Linked DNA regions of Sus scrofa: region 2 is linked to region 1. A link is a contact called in public HiChIP or PLAC-seq data. All regions are on one chromosome and are shown on one strand. The core of a region is the stretch at or near the end of the contact, and the rest is flanking DNA. Distances in the headings are between cores, read along the strand shown.

Evidence for each region. HiChIP or PLAC-seq counts read pairs in DNA pulled down with a chosen protein or histone mark.
Region 2: an H3K27ac HiChIP or PLAC-seq map of skeletal muscle shows a contact between it and region 1. The contact joins the promoter of OXTR here to the promoter of CAV3 in region 1. A contact is called at or near these places in 4 of 47 Hi-C or Micro-C datasets (heart right ventricle, psoas muscle and skeletal muscle) and 1 of 2 datasets of contacts at active chromatin or transcription factors (skeletal muscle).

The regions. Positions count from the first base shown.
Region 1 is chr13:65,116,549-65,119,140 of Sscrofa11.1, reverse strand. CAV3 (caveolin 3) reads right to left here and starts at 1,273. Exons shown (of 2, transcript NM_001037149.1): 1 at 1,160-1,273. The coding sequence starts at 1,273.
Region 2 is chr13:65,152,185-65,154,776 of Sscrofa11.1, reverse strand. It overlaps OXTR (oxytocin receptor), which reads left to right and starts at 1,297. Exons shown (of 3, transcript NM_214027.1): 1 at 1,297-2,231. The coding sequence starts at 1,304.

The DNA of each region.
Region 1 (2,592 bases), core at 24-2,523:
AGCCACAGCAATTCCAGATCTGAGCAGCATCTGCAATCTACGCCACAGCTTATGGCAACACTGGGTCGTTAAACCACTGAGCAAGGCCAGGGATTGAACCCACATCCTCATGGACGGACACTGGTGGGATTCTTAACCTACTGAGCCACAATGGGGACTCTGGAATGATACTGTTTTGGAGAGAGCAACTTAAATGAAAAATATTGTGAACACTAATTTCACCTGTTTTTTCCTTTTTAAAGTTGTGGCTGCTAGAAAATTTTAAAATGACATAGGGTGATTGTATAATGGGTCACATTATATTTCTACTGGACAGAGCTGGTCTGTGATTCCGATGTATTCAGAGGATCCTGGAGGCCCCAGCACCTGCCCTTTTAAAGGCCCTTCCAGTGACTTTGATGCTGGTGGTTGGGCACCTGGCTCCCAGGAATTCTGCTGTAGTGAGAGCTCCATGGCTCCTGGGTAGAGGGTGGACCGAGGGTGTGGGCCTGGGGGCGGCCAGGCTGCCTGTGGCATTTGGGCGAGGAAAGAGGCCTGACTCAGGCATGGCTCTGGGGAGAGTCCCTGAAGGTGGGGTAACCCTCATCTGAGACTCCCTTTCAGGAGCCCTGGCACCCTTTGAGGGGCCTCTGCCCTGGCCTGGCTGCCGTACCTGGGGTCAGGTGGAAGCAGGCAGGAGCACTGGACACAGCCCCCCGGCCTGGGGCAGTGGATTCTGGCAAAGTCATGGGGGCTGGGGGCCTCCCATGAGGGGCCAGCAGCCCTGCTGGAAGCCACCCTCTGGAGATTAACCCCGCGCCCACTGCGGAGACCGCAGAATGCCCCTGGCACAGAAGGGAGTCCAGCTTGGCCACCTCATCTGTCCCCAGCCGAGGGCCAGAGCAAATGGGAAGAGCCTCAGGAGTTGTGAGGAGCTTCCTTTGTGACTTGCCTCTCCTGCCTGGATGGGTGGTCAGGTATATGCAGCTGATTCTTTGCTCTTGTTAACCCTAAAAGTTCTTTGGGGGTATCAGCTGGATTTGCAGGGGGCATTTGGAGAAGGGAGAAGAACAGGTCTCTTTTCAGGGAAGCCAATTGTGCTGGAGCAGAGCCCACCCCCAGCCAGCACCCAACCCAACACCTTCGGGGCGGGTGGTGCGGGCTAGGCCCGCGAGCCTACCTTCACTATGTCCTCGTTAATGTTCTTGGGGTCCCGGTTCACCAGGTCGATCTCCTTGAAGTGAATGTCCTTGACGATCTGGGCCTCTAGGTCTGTGCGCTCCTCGGCCATCATTGTGGAGCTGGGTGGCCAGTGGGAGGAGATGGGAGCCGTGTGGCCGGCGGGGCTGAAGAGACCTGGGGCAGGGACACCAGTTCAGTGTCCCCAGATTTGTGCCCCTGGCGGCTAAATAGGCCCCACCCAGCGTGCCGGCTGACAGCTGTCCCACATAACTTCAGCCCGCCTCTGGCTGAAGCCTCCGGTGGCAGGCCTCCAAGCTAAAATTAAGACTGCAGCCCTGCTGGAAGGCCCAGCACTCCTTAAAGGGGGCTGCCGTGGGTGCCAGGCCTCACACACAAGCTGAGGACCTGGCAGCTCCCGCCTGCTGCTCTGGGACTCTGGGATTTGTGTTTAGGGAATGTGGGAGTGAGGGGTCTGAGTCCCCAGCTCTGCCTCTTGCTGGCTGTGTGAGCTCGGGGACCCTCCCCCCCAGGGCCACCATATGCCCACATGTAAAATGGGACCATGTTAATAACCATCGGGACTCTGCCTACCCCCGAGGAGAGGAGGAGATGAGCTTGTGAGGGGAAGGCTTCAGAACAGAAGGGCAGTAGTCTGCATCTATTAACCTCAAGCTTCCAGTCCATCCCACTCCCTCCCACTCCCCTTTGGCAATCACAAGTCTGCTCCATGATTTTCTCTTCTGTGGAAAGTTTTGCTTGTGCCGCATATTAGATTCCAGATATAAGTGATATCATATGGTACGTCTTTCTCTTTCTGACTTACTTCACTTAGTATGAGAATCTCTAGTTCCATCTAGGTTGCTGCCTGCTGTGTAGCACTGGGAACTACATCTAGTCACTTATGATGGAGCATGATAATGTGAGAAAAAAGAATGTATACGTGTATGTGTGACTGGGTCACCATGCTGTACAGTAGAAAATTGACAACACTATAAACCAGCTATAATGGAAAAAATAAAAATCATTGTATATATAAAAAAGAACAGAAGGGATTCTCGTTGGAGCAGATGGTACCTGCTCTGCTGTTTGGTGGCCTGAAGCAGGGCTGAGGTTTCCCACTTTGAGGATTTCTCCCAGAGGGGGGCTGATGGACTCTGGTGTGAGGGTGGGGCTGGGGGCAAAAAGGTCAGGGTACCTCTGATGGGGTCGTCCGCCCTCCTCTGCCTTTGGATGTCACATGGAGGGGACATGGAGTCCATGTTCCTGCCGCCCTTCACCCTGTCCCCAGGGTCGGCTTAGGGTCAGCTTCCAGGATATCCATGGGCCCCAGTCACAGTGCAGGTGTCAGTGGGGAGCACCTCTCTTAGGGACCTGCTCAGTTTCCCTGCGTCCCTTTCCAGCCCAGCTATCACTGAGGCCCCCACATCACAA
Region 2 (2,592 bases), core at 48-2,547, 36 kb before region 1:
CGGGCCACCAGTAGGCAGCGCCGCATCCTGACGCTGCCCGCGCGCACAGCCTGGCCGGTGTTCCTCGCTCGCATCAGACCCTGTCCTGGCTGCAGGAGAGGGGACTCCAGCCAGGTTCCAGAGTCCGAGTCCTCAGCATCGTGTCAGACTGGGTGCCGGCTGCAGCCACCTCAACCTGGGCTAGGAGCACACGCGTCTTTGGAGCCCGACGCGGCGGCACAACTTCCTCAGGGGCCAACTTTAGGCCAGCCTGCCGGCTTGGTGCAGGTAACTGGGTCCTGCGTACGGGTGGATGGGGTGGCTGGGGCTGGTGGAGCCACTGGGACCCCGAGTGGAAGTGGTAGGGGGCCTGGTGATTCTAGTTCCTGAAGACTCTGCTGGTGTTCTCAGAGATTGTAAAGTGACTGCTCAGGTTCTAGATGCAGAGCCCTTGGCTGTCGGGGGTGCGGGGGGGGGGGGGGCAGACACGCGTCGGATTCCCAGCCCTCGAGGCTGCTGGATTGGGGAAGATCCCCCTCGAGAGGTGTCTAGGCCTGAGAGGAACTGGGCACAGCGGTGGGGCGTCCTGGGAAGTATTGAATCAGGAATTCCTCCAGGATGGACTGCTAGATTTGGGGTTGCAAAGAGCAGCTGTTGTGGAAATTCAGGGGTGGATGGCTAAACGTTTTAGAAACAGGAGATGGGGGAGGTGGTCCTGAGCTGGAGTTTCCCAGGAAAGTGGGTGTTTGGGGTGTCTCCCTTCTGAGAGTTACTGGAATAAGGTTTATTAGGATGGTTGGCTGGTTTGGGTCTCGCGGAAGGTGGCTGTGCTGTGGATTTTGGGGGTGGGTAGCTAGTTGGGGGATTCCTGCGGGAGGTGGCTGGCTTAGAAGTCCCAGTCCCAGAGGAAACCGATTAGGACCCTCCCTTTTCTTCCATGAAATACCTCAAGGAGCTGCCTGTGAGGTAGATTCCCGCTCATTTATAGTGTCTCAGAGGAGGTACCTCAAACGGGGATTCCAGGGTGGCAGCTGAGCTACCCCAGGGTCAGCTGTTGTGGCGATAGCCCCAGATGATTTGGGGTTCCTGGGAAGGGGACAGCTGAGCCACACCTCCGTTGGGAGAGAATTGCGTGGTCTTTTCACGGCCCTTGGGGTTTGTTTCAGAGTCCGACTCAGGAGACCTGCCCAAGAAGTCTCAGGGAGTGGAACCCAGGAGCCCCTACCCCGCCCCCAGACACGCCGGGACTGCGCGTCGGGCCCCGCCCCGCGCGCCACGCTTTAAAAGGCTGGAAGGCCAGGGGCGCACGGCGGCGGCCACGGTCATGGAGGGGGTGCTTGCAGCCAACTGGAGCGCCGAGGCGGTCAACTCGAGCGCGGCGCCGCCAGAGGCCGAGGGCAACCGCACCGCCGGGCCGCCGCAGCGCAACGAGGCCCTGGCGCGTGTGGAGGTGGCGGTGTTGTGCCTCATTCTCTTCCTAGCTCTGAGCGGCAATGCGTGCGTGCTGCTGGCGCTGCGCACCACGCGCCACAAGCATTCGCGCCTCTTCTTCTTCATGAAACACCTGAGCATAGCCGACCTGGTGGTGGCGGTGTTCCAGGTGCTGCCTCAGCTACTGTGGGATATCACCTTCCGCTTCTACGGACCCGACTTGCTGTGCCGCCTCGTCAAGTACCTCCAGGTGGTGGGCATGTTCGCTTCCACTTACCTGCTGCTGCTCATGTCGCTCGACCGCTGTCTGGCCATCTGCCAGCCGTTGCGCGCGCTGCGCCGCCGCGCGGATCGTCTGGCAGTGCTAGCCACATGGCTGGGCTGCCTGGTGGCCAGCGCGCCGCAGGTGCACATCTTCTCGCTGCGCGAGGTGGCCGACGGCGTCTTCGATTGCTGGGCCGTCTTCATCCAGCCCTGGGGGCCCAAGGCCTACATCACGTGGATCACACTTGCGGTCTACATCGTGCCGGTCATCGTGCTCGCCGCCTGCTACGGCCTTATCAGCTTCAAGATCTGGCAGAACTTGCGGCTCAAGACTGCGGCGGAAGCGGCGGAGGCGATCGCGGGAACCGAGGGCGCGGCGGCGGGCAGCCGGGGCCGAGCGGCTCTGGCCCGCGTCAGCAGCGTCAAGCTCATCTCCAAGGCCAAGATCCGCACCGTCAAGATGACCTTCATCATTGTGCTGGCCTTCATCGTATGCTGGACGCCATTCTTTTTCGTGCAGATGTGGAGCGTCTGGGACGCCGATGCGCCCAAGGAAGGTAGGGCGGACGGGAAACCGGGAGGAGGGAGCGGGGCGGAGCGGGCTAGTCCTGCTGCTTCTGAATGTCCAGCGTTCTCGGGGCCTCATGGGGGAGATCGGGTTTTGGAACTTTACAGACCTGGGCTTGAGTTATGGTTCTTTTATCCGCTGGCCAAGTGATTTTGATTATAACTTCTCTGAGCCTTGATTGCTGCTTTTGTAAGATGGCAATGATGGTAAAAGTGCCAGGTTTTCCCAGAAGTAGGGGAATGTATGTAAAAATGCGCATAAAATTCTTCGCACAGCCTTTGGGCAACATATGAGGTATTTGATTCACTATCATGGATCAAGAACCAAGTTTTCAGTGATTTGCTTTTTTC